Regions from separate parts of the Canis lupus genome. Here region 1 is linked to region 2. The links are chromatin contacts, called in public Hi-C maps. All regions are on one chromosome and are shown on one strand. The core of a region is the stretch at or near the end of the contact, and the rest is flanking DNA. Distances in the headings are between cores, read along the strand shown.

The links. Hi-C and Micro-C count contacts between places; a contact is called where the count stands out from the background.
Region 1: a contact with region 2 is called in a Hi-C map of amygdala, with 2.0 times the contacts expected there. The contact joins the promoter of RAB3A here to the promoter of SSBP4 in region 2. A contact is called at or near these places in 2 of 9 Hi-C or Micro-C datasets (amygdala and blood).

What each region holds. Positions count from the first base shown.
Region 1 is chr20:45,203,273-45,208,716 of UU_Cfam_GSD_1.0, reverse strand. It overlaps RAB3A (ras-related protein Rab-3A), which reads right to left and starts at 3,085. Exons shown (of 5, transcript XM_038566840.1): 1 at 2,912-3,085; 2 at 1,504-1,731; 3 at 33-151. The coding sequence starts at 1,731. MPV17L2 (mpv17-like protein 2) reads left to right here. Exons shown (of 5, transcript XM_038566839.1): 5 at 1-635. The coding sequence ends at 8.
Region 2 is chr20:45,019,920-45,025,524 of UU_Cfam_GSD_1.0, reverse strand. It overlaps SSBP4 (single-stranded DNA-binding protein 4), which reads left to right and starts at 3,479. Exons shown (of 17, transcript XM_038566814.1): 1 at 3,479-3,750. The coding sequence starts at 3,692.

The DNA.
Region 1 (5,444 bases), core at 1,836-4,335, 180 kb before region 2:
TGGTCTGAGAGCCGAAGGGAAGGTGTGCTCACCAGTCCTGCACAGCGTTGAAGGATTCTTCATTGGTAATGTCATACATGAGGATAAAGCCCATGGCACCCCGGTAGTAGGCTGTGGTGATGGTCCGGTACCGCTCTTGCCCTGCTGTGTCCTGGGGAAGAAAAGACAGGGGTCAGGGGTCAGCCACCATTGGGTGGCTCAGTGGTTAAGCGTCTGCCTTTGGCTCAGGGCTTGATCCTATGGTCCAGGATCAAGTCCTGCATTGGGCTCCTTGTGGGAGCCTGTTTCTCCCTCTGCTGTCTCTGCCCCACCTCCCCATAAATAAATAAAATCTTTTTAAAAAATTTAAAAAGACAAGAGTCAGGCCCTGTACATAAGCTCCTCAGTGGAAATGAGCTCCAAGATTGTCCAGTCCAGCCTGCTTGAGGACCAGAAGGAACAGGGGGCTTGCCCAAAGGCAAAATGGGCCAGGGGAGCAAGCTGCCCACCTACACAGAGAACATTGTGCTCAATTGTCCTCCAGAGGCGGGTACCTAGAGAATCATTTCCTCACTCATTCAACGTACCTGGGCATTGACCTGTGTGTGCCACACCCTGGGCTGAGCACCAGGGACACAGATGTTAACAAAATGGACAAAAATCACTGCCTACTGATTACCCAATTCTATAGGAAACAGACAATAAACACAAAAAGGAAGAAAACGTATCCTATGTTGGAGGTGATGAAGACTGAGAGGGAAGATAAAGTCTGACAAAGATGGAAGGGCAATGTGGGTGAGGGTATGGTTTTGAGAGCTGGATGAGGTGAGGAGGGAACCATACGGGGACTGGGGGGAAGGACAATCTGGGCAAAGGACAGAGCCTGGAGCAGGGGCCCTGAAGTGGGTCTCTGTATCAGTGTGCCTGATACATCAGAGGAACAGTGAGGCAGCGGAGGTGGGAGACAAAGCAGGCGAGGTCTCCCGGGCCAGGTGGCCCATGGGAATGCAATGAACAGAGAAGGGACAGCTCTGGCTTGGGATTAAACAGGTTCCTTTGGGCCCCTGTGGGGCTAAGGGAGGTGGCCAGTAGACCCTGAGGAAGGGAGGAAGGTTGCCTGTTCCTGTCCCAGGGAATGAGGCTGGGGAGGGGGGGGCCAAGATCCGGCTGAAACATCATACAGACTCACATGAAAGAACTGAAAGATAGGGAAACTGAGGCACCAATCCCAGTGATGCTCTCAGTAATACACAGAGGAGAGGACCCAGCATTTGCTCCTTCCCCACTTCCAGAGAGAAGTGATGAGGCACCCATGGAAGGACCCAGCATTTGCTCCTTCCCCACTCCCAGAGAGCAGTGATGAGGCACCCATGGGAGGACTCTGGGCCTCTAGCTCCTAATACACAGTAGGCACCTGATAAACACCCAGTGTGTGAGTGAATCCAAACAGGAAATAGGCAAAGCTGGGGCTGCTTTTCTGGGAAGGCAAAGTGATAGGGACGGAAGCTCCCCAGCTGGACCCACCCAGATCTGCAGCTTGATCCTCTTGTCGTTGCGGTAGATGGTCTTGACCTTGAAGTCGATGCCCACAGTGCTGACAAAAGCAGGCGTGAAGGAATCGTCTGCATAGCGGAATAGGAAAGAGGTCTTGCCCACGCTGCTGTTGCCAATGATGAGGATCTTGAACATGTAGTCGAAGTTCTGGTCCGAGGACTCCTTCTGCCCATAGCGCGAGTCTGTGGCGGACGCCATCTGGGTGTGCAGGGTGTAGGTGAGCCTGAAGAGTCCCCTTTCGCACCCAGCTGCCCAGGCTCCAGGCAGAGGATACAGAGAATTCCAGAGCTCTTGAGAAGGACTAGTGTTTATAGATTACTCTTATCTCATCAGGAGCCCCTGTACTAACGGTAGGGCCCACGGCAAAGGGCGGGCTGTGACCTTGAAAGGCCAAAAGTGTCAAGGGAGCAGCTCAGAAAGATGGACATGGGGACACCCCTTGGGCCCCCTCCAACATGCCTTCGCCCTAGGTCGGGCTGTAATCCTAAACCCTAAGCTGAGCGGGCAGGGCTGACTGCAGCCGGCCCCGCCCCCCATCAATCATTCATGTGTCTCAGAAGGGTGCCGCGCGGGCGCACGTGCACACGCGTGTACGACCCCGCGGGGATGTGCGTCGCAGCACCCCCTTCCCCCAGGCTCCCAAGCTAGGAGGGATCGGGCTGAGACAGCTGGTCATGTGATAAGGGCGGGGCGTGCACCTGCTCACGTGCACGCAGCAGGGAACACACCCGTACACGCGTGTGCACACGAGAGTCGAATACATTCGGTGCACAGGAAACGAGACGTAGACACTTGTCCGCACACCAACACACATTTACACACATGCCAACCCACCCGTGCGCAGGGTGCCCTCCACCCATGCAGGCGTGTACACGTCACCCACGCGGACACGCAGTCCCGTGCACGTATGCACACGACGTGCAGGCACACGCACAGTCCATGCGTCTCCTTTCACATGCGTGCAGCACGCACTCACCGGGGCCGGGACACCCGCAGGGTCACCCGAGCATACCCCGGTACATAAGCAAAAGGGTTTGCACACAGACCCGCTGGCACCGGCGGGCGCGCACACGCGTGTTCACACCGCACGCACGCACGCGCACGCACGCACAGAGCCTCCCGCGCGCACAGCTTCCCGCAAGGCACTCGCCTCCCCTCCCCCTCCGCCGCAGAGGCCGGGGGTGGGGGGTGGGGGTGAGGGTGAGGACCCGGCAGGTAGGGGGAGCCAGGGCCCTACCCCGACAAGGGCTGTGACCGCCGCATCCTTCCCCCCCATTCAGCGCGGCCAATCTCTCCCCTACCCCGGCAATCCCATCAGTCAAATGAAGGTTATGTAGGTATCCGGAGAGGCGGCGAACCAGGCCGCCCGGGAACTCACCTTGCCCTGCACCGATGCGGTGGTGACCCTAGCGGCGGCGACTCTTCGGCGGCGGTGGTGACGGGGCCCCCTGCGTTGATGTGGGGCTGCGCGACAGGGGCAGCGGCGGCAGCAGCAGCGGCTCAGGCCCCTGCAGTCCGCGGTGACGTCCTGCAAAGAGTGAGGCGGGGCCTCACATGCAGATGCAGCCGTGACGCCATCCTGGGGCGGAGCCGCGCCTGGAGCAACAGCCCACTGACGCACGCAGAGCCAGGAGGGGCGGGGCCCCCGCGCAGATTGACGCACGAGTGGGGCGGGAATCAGTGTGCTCACCCAGTAGCACGCGGGGGAGGTGCCTACTTGCTCCGCCTCCTGCCTGCGTCAAGGAGGCGGGACTGAATGGCGCCCTCTCACTGGCTTAGGGCCCCCGAGCGACGGACTGATCAGCCAATCAGAGCCTATCACTGTTCTCCTCCTGTCCAATGGTGGCTCCCAGGTGGTTGCAGGGCTGGGAGGTTGAGGCCTTCGCAGAGCCTGGGTCTTCAGGGGGCGTTCCCCTTCCTCGCCCCCTCCCACCTTTAGTCTGAGATTTTCGCGGCCCCCGCCGGGTCTTGGGTGTCGCGACCTCTGGTTAAAAACACTATTCCCAATTTTAGAAGAGGAACAGACATCTGAGAGACGCTCAGTGCCCCCCAATCACGGGTTCAAAATAAGTACAAATGAAGAAAAAGCCAAAATAGGGGTGAAGGGAGACCCCTCCCAATTTCTGGAAAGTGTAAGATCCCCAAAGAGGACCGGGTGGGTAGATGCCCGGTCCTGTTTGCTGAGATGAAAAAGAAGAAAGAGGATCTAGGGATCGAGGGAACTATTTTCTAGAAAAGAAGGAAGGGGCTGACACAAGAACCCCTCCTCTACCTGCGCCCCCCCCCCTTTCCGGAGAAAAATTCGAAAATAATGCTGAAGTGGGGCAGAGAAATGGCTTCCCCCCCTAAGTCCCCCCACAAACCTGCAGGAAACAACAACAACGGGGAACAGGGAGGGTCTCAGCGAGGTTCAAAGACCCAACAAGACGTCTCTCCAAGACGGGGCTGGGAGATGCTTTACCGACCCTGGTTCCTGACTGAGGCAGGGGACCGATCCCCTCCATCCTGGGGAAACAAGACTCTGCGAGTGCAGACTTTGGGGGCTGCGGTGCTCAGTCGTTTACTCTCCCAAATCTTGAGGGAGAAATGTCAGAATTGGGGGGTCGTGCGGGAGAATGAGCCCCTATGCCCCATTGGGATCCCTGCCCCTCAACTCCGCTCCCCAGACCCGGCAGGAGGAGCGTGGCCCCAAGAGAATTCTGATCTTGCTCCCTCCCCAGGCGCGGGGCGGCGGGGGTGGGGGGCGGAGGGGTGCGTCCTGTTTATAAAAAGCTCGCCAGCTGCGGAGGCGCCTAGAGACCAGAATAACTTAGCGCCTGGAGCCCGCCCCCCGCCCCCCCCCCCCCCCCCCCCGCCCCCTGGAAGAGCCGGACGTCCCTTGCGTTGAGAAATCTATTTTTTATTAAGGGTAGGATTTTTGTTCCTCTCCTCCACTCGGACTATAAGAGTATTATGAACCTACTGCGGAGAATTGGAAAATTGAGAAAAACATAAAAAAATAAATAAATAAAAATAAATTCATCTCCAACCTCCCCCCTGCAGGGAGGCTGGCAGTCGGTGGGGGCCCCCAGCACGGCTGGCCCGGAACCGGCCCACACACACCCTGGTGGAGGTGAGGACCTGTAAGGCTTCCCAAAAGCATGCTTTGGGCTTTGGACGTGCATGGCACTGAGAAATACCTGTTGTCATTTTTTGTTTTGTTTTTCCAAAGGAGGGAAGCCCCCCCCCCCCAACAATGTGCATCAGCTACTGCACAGAGGAATTTGTATTTCAAAGTAAAAATAGGGAGGCCTGGGTGGCTCAGTGTTGAGCATCACTTTGGCTCAAGGCGTGATGCCGGGGTCCTGGATGGAGTCCCCAGTCAGCTCCTTGGAGGGTGCTTCTCCCTCTGCCTATGTCTCTGCCTCTCTTTCTGTGTCTCTCATAGATAAATAAATAAAATCTTTTTTAAAAATAAATAAAATAAAGCAAAAATAATGCAAGGCCTTTATTGTTGAGAATCAATATTCTGGGACCCCTGGGTGGCTCAGCCGTTTATTGCCTGCCTTCGGCCCAGGGTGTCATCCTGGAGTCCCTGGATGAGTCCAGCATGGAGGGACATCCACATCCTGCATGGAGCCTGGATCTCTCTTTGCCTCTGTCTCTGCCTCTCTCTCTCTCTCTCTCTCTCTCTTTCTGTGTCTTTCGTGAATAAATAAATAAAATATTTTTTAAAAGAGAGAGAGAGAGAGAGAGAGAGAGAATCAGCATTCCACTCTGGAATTAGGGGTCGTTGAATGGGGAACTGCTGCACAGCCTGGGACACCAGAGCTAGTGAGAAAGAGGCCTTAAACCCTTCCAAGTCCCACCCCACTCAGAGTCAAGTCCAGACTCCACCTCACAGCCCAGGCCCTCTAGCCACCCACCACCCA
Region 2 (5,605 bases), core at 2,230-4,729:
AAAGGCCGTGAGGCGGGCCTGTGAAGGGTGGATAAGAAGACTGGAAAGACTGGAAGGAAGTGGGAAGGACAGCCTCCCCCTCCCCCCCCCCCCCCCGCAGAAAAAAAAAAAAAAAAAAGACCCAGCCCTACAAGCACAGCCCGCTTCAGGCTTCCCCAGGCCCCGCCCCAACCCGGTGGTAATCCCGAGGCCGAGAATCGGCTCAGGGCTGCAGTGCCCGCGCAGCCACACAGGGGCGATCGGGAGCTGGTGAAGAGATCCGGGTCTGGGATCCAGCCGAGACCCTTTAGCCTACTCGGCTCGCGGTCCCCACCCGGGCCCCTTAATCAGTCCCCGGGGCTGCTAAGGCCCAGAGCCCCTGTCTACTTGGGCCTCTTACCGGGACAACCTCCTGCATCCCCCATGCCATCCTAATCTCCCCAGGAGCCCCATGGAGCTTCTTAAAATCCTGTTGCAGATCCTGCCCCTCAGGGCTACACACGTTCCCGTGACTCTATTGCTCTTGGAACAAATCTCAACCCGTCCCTTCGGGAGTGATCCGGCTCCCCTTCCCCCTGCTCCAGCCGCACGGCCCTCCTCGCTCTGCCTCCAGCACCTTCACCGCGCACCCATCTCAGGGCCCTTGCACTTCTGTGACTGCAGGCTGAACATTTTGTTTTCAGATCTTTCAGATCCACCCCTCCCCTTGTTAAACAAAACAAAACTCCCCTCCCCGTGCCCGTCCCTCGTACGGGTGCGGGGTGGGGGCTCTTCTGCGGGTTCGGCTTTTACAAGGCGTGCGCCCCGTTTGGATGTGCCTGCGGCTCAGCTTCCCTGACGCCGTGGGGGGCCCAGAGCTCGCTCCTCTCGGACTTTTCCGCGGGCACCGAGGCTGTGTTTGGAGATCCGTCTCGGTTGCCATGAGAACCGCGCTAGGCGCTCCAGCCGGCCGCGCCTCCCCCTTCGCAGCTCGCGCCTCCGTCTCCCTCCTCTCCCCTCGCCTCCACCCTGCTCTGGGAGCCGGGCCCACTCGCCGGCCGTCGCTGGGTCCTCTCCTCCCCCGGGAAGCCCTCCCTCTGCCCAGCATGTAGTGCTCCCTGAGGTTATCCTGACTCGCCAGCTTTTGACGGTCAGCTTTCCCCAGCAGAATCTCTGCTTCGCAAGCAGTAGCAACGCGTCCTGGCTGGGTCCCCAGGTCCCTGCACCCAGCAGACGCTCAGTAAATGTTTGTGGGGAGGTTGAAGAGTCCCAACGACTCAAGGAGCCGCGGCTCAGGGCGAAGGACCCGCGCAGGGCACACAGAACCTGGGGAGCCACGGAGCATTGGGAGATAAATAAGGGGTGCCTGGGGTAGCAGGAGGAACATCTGCAGGGCCTGGGTGTCACAGTTGTCACCAATACGCTGTGTGACTTGGGTAAGCCACACTTTCTCTGTGTCTCGTTGAAAGTGAGCGCTGGAGAGCGGTGGTGGGAGCGGGTATTACATGAGGGTGCCCTGGAGGCCCACGTCCGTCCGCTGGTGGCGTCCGGGGCGCTGGCAGTCGCCAGCAAGAGGCCCTACAGAAGCTCGCCGGCCGCACCCCCACTCGCTCGCGGCACAGGCCCCTCCTCTACCCCGGCTCCGGGCTGGGGGGGCCCCCAGCGGGAGAGGAAGCTGGGGGAGGGGACGACCGGCTGGACAGGAAGTGGGAAGGGCTGGCGTCCCCCTCCAACCCCGGCTGAGGCCCCTCGGGATGGAGGCGGGGCTGGGGCCAGCCTGGCCCTTCCCTTCCTCTCCGCCTGTCTGGAACCCTAGCGGCTCCCACTTCCCGACTGCCAGGAGGCCTGAGGGGTGGGGATCCCCACTGCGGGGCGCAGCCTCTAAGAAAGGAGGTATAACACGGGGTCAGCTGGCTGTGGGAGAGGGTACTCCCATCTAGACACTCACACGCAGACACACACGACACAGGAAACCAGAGTACACAACGCAGGTCCCAGGGAGCTAGCAATCAACCCACGCGTGGAGGCACAGGCATGTGCACATGCACGCAAACGCATACACATTTGTGAACACGTGTGACGGTGTTATTCGGCCCCGCACAACTGCCAAGGACACAACCACCTCGGAAGAGCCAGGGCCAGTTGTTCAGGCAGCAACCTTTCACTGGACCACCACCCCTCGCATAATGATGTATCCATGCACTCACACAGGAACTGCGTGTTCACAGACACACACACACACACACACACACACACTTGCAGTCATGTACAGGAAAAAAGAACACCTATGGCAAATATTCACAGAAACATCCAGACCTGGAGTCACAACTGGACTGCTTCTCCCTACTGGTTGCCAGTAGGTCCAGTGCACAGGCCTCCTCCACCCCTCCCGGGAACACTTACCTCAGTGTCTGCCCCATCTCACACTCCCTGGAAGAAGGACCCCAGGAGGGGAAATGAGTTACCCACTGCCTGCAGTCTTGACTCCTTCAGAGGGGTGATTAAATGTGGGCTGCACCCAATTTACAGGTGGCAGCACAGAAGTCAAGAAGTGGCAGCAGGAATGACCCAGTCAACAATCACCCACCGACTACTATTGACACTGGGGCAGTGCAGGGTGGCTCCCAGGGAGGGGCCCAGGTATCCCAGGAACTCCCTGTGTGGTTGTCTTTGTGTTGCATATGTGTGTTGTGTGTGTGTGTAGCTGTATCTACAGGCCATGTGACTGTGTGACACTGACACATTTATGGCACTGTGAGACCCCAGGGCTGTGTGTGGAGCCCTGTTCAGGCTGCCATGGTGTGCCCCAGGGTGACTGCAAGTAGCTGCATGGGCTCTTTCCACAGCTTGTTGGAAGCTATAGCACAGCTGAGCTTACGTGTGTCTCTCTGCGGTTATAGGTCTATGTGATGGTGGTCGGTGTGTTTTGTTGTTCTGCGAGCCACTGTGTATACGTCTGTGTGTATGACGGTGTGTCCCTGAGTGAGCTGTATGTGCGGTAGTTCTCTCTCAAGCTGTGTGTGTGTGTGTGTGTGTTGGGTCGGGTAGTTCTGCTGCGGGGTGATACACCCCGCTTTTTGCTTTATGGAACTCTCACTGGTTGTTCAAGTAGCTATGTGGATTTATGTGTGTGGAGTCCGCTGTCCGAGACTGTAGCTGCAACTGTGTGTGGCTGTGTTCCTGGGTGTACAATTTGGGCAGCTGGTCCTAACTGGGGAGTGTGTGTGTAGCCGTGATCAACTGTATCCTGCTGTGTGTCCCCAGGTGGCCGTCCCCACCCGTGCCTGCGTGTGTGTCCCCGCGCCCCTCCCACCGCGGCAGGCACTGCGCGTGCGCGCCCGGCCCACGGTCCCCACAGCGGGACCCATCCGCGCGCCCGCCATCGCCCCTTTAAGAGCGGCGCCCGCGGGCGGCAGGGAGGCGGCGGGCGGGGGCGCGCGCGGCGGGAGGAGGGGGCGCGCGCTTCCCGGAACAGCCCGCGCTGAGGGAAGAGAGGAAGAAAATAAAACCCGTGGCTGGAGCTGAAGCTGGAGCTGCCGCCGCTGCCGCCGCCGCCGCCGCCGCCTTGGCCGTCTGGAGCTCCCCCGCGCGGACGATGCCCGCGGTGCCCGCGCGGGGCTCGGGGCGGTGAGGCCCGGGGCGCGGGGTAGCTATGGCGACCGCTAGCGCGGCCCGCGGTGCCGCCTGACAGGTGTGGGCCCCGGCGGCGGCGGTGGCGGCGGCTCGGAGCAGCATGTACGCCAAGGGGGGCAAGGGCTCGGCCGTGCCCTCCGACAGCCAGGCCCGCGAGAAGTGAGTCGGTGGGCCGAGGCCGCGGGAGCCGGGGGCGGGGCTCGGCGGCCGCGCAGCTTCCGTGGGCCCCAGTGCCGGCGGGCACCGCGCGGGGCACGTGGGCGCGGGGGCAGGGCGTGCGGGGCCCGAGCGCTCGAGGGGTCGCGAGATTTACGGGGGCGCGCGAGACCCGAGGGGCGCGAGATTTGAGGGGCGCGCGAGCCCGAGGGGGCTCGAGGGGTCGCGACATGTGTGGGAGTGCGCTAGATCTGAGGGGTGTGAGGAGCTTAAGAGTTCGCGAGATTTGAGGGGCGCGTCAGACTTCGGGAGCTTGAGGGGCGCAAGGAGTCGTGAGGTTTGGGGGGGTGCGCGAGAGCCCAGAGGTCGTGAGAGTTGAAGGGGCGCGGGAGACCCGAGGTTTGCGAGATTTGAGTGGGCGCGTGAAACTCGAGGGCTAGGGAGACCCGAGTGGCTCAAGGGGTCGCGACATTTGCGGGGGCGCGAGAGACCCGAGCGGGACCTCCCCGACGGTCGAGACTTGGATGCGCGAGTTTGCGGTCGCGCGTGCGCGCGAGGTCGCGCACTGAGCGGTTTCCCACATTCTCCAGGGAAGTTTCCGGGGCGGGCGAGGCTGACCAGTCGGGGACCCCTGCCTGTCAGGAAGAGCTAGAGAGAGGAGAGGGCCTGAAGGGTACTAGCCTCAGCTCCGCGCGCAGGGCAGCTGGGTGGGGCTCCCAGTGGGAGGACCCCGGGATCTGCGAAAACACCTCACGCGGAGTTTAAAGGCCCCATCGTGTCTCATTCCCAGTCCCTTTGATGGCCAGATTTGTCCTGTGCTCGTCCATTTCTTATAGAGGGTCCCCTCTAAGCCTTGGTTTGGAGATAGGGTCCTGGTGCTAAAGAAAGTTTGGAAGACACCAGATGGCCACGTCCCCTCTTTCAATACTCGGGGGTACCCGGGCCCTGGGGAGGAAGCGATCTGCTGAGGTTTCAGGGTCTGGGGAACCGGAGAGCTCTCTCAGAAGGCGGAGATGGGGGTGGGCATACTGAAGAGGTCCGTGGGTTGCTTTGAGCATTGGTTTCTGAGATACGGACAACCGGCCTTGGAGGATTCTCACAAGGACTGGGTGAAAGGCTACAGGTAGAGCACCCCACATAGGCAGCCACCACCCCAGCCACTTCCTGCCTCTGGGCCTCGGTTTCCTCCTCCGTGAAATGGGCGTGTGTGTGGGGGGGTTACATTGCTCAGGTCCTGAGCTCTCTGCTTCTGTGTTTTTCTTCCCTGCTCACAGACCTGCCTCCTCCTCCTCTTCTTCCCTCTCAGGTCCCTGTCCTGAGCCCACTTCTTGCTCATCTCTACTCTAGGTCTGGGACAGCCTGCCCCAGAAATGGACTGAGTACCTGCTGGGTGTGTGGATGGTGGATCCAATAATAAACACTCCCAGCCTACAGGGCAGCCTGGAGGACACCTATCACCCAGAACTAACTAGCACTGCATTTGGTCCTTGGTTTCAGGGCTTTTTAAATAAGGGGACGAAGGTGGCTGGGATAGTCGAAGGCCCCTTTGTCCCCTTTATATCCTTCCCCTGTGGCCCCAGAGGTTCTGCCAACGTGAAGTGCTGCCGTTCCGTTAATGACAACCATGGTTGGTGTCACTGGGTGTCTTGTGTTTGTTCCTGGGATTGGTTTTGAGATGGGGCATGTGACCGCGGATAGTTTCTTCCTTAGCCCAGCAGATGAGGGAATCACCTTGTGTTTGCTCTGGCTCTTGCGGGGCTTCCAGGTGTGGCTGTGTGCAGCCTTGTTTGAAGGGCAGATGGGCAAGAGGTTCTTGAGAAAGGAACTAAGTCCCAGAGGCTAAGCAGAGCCAGTGGAC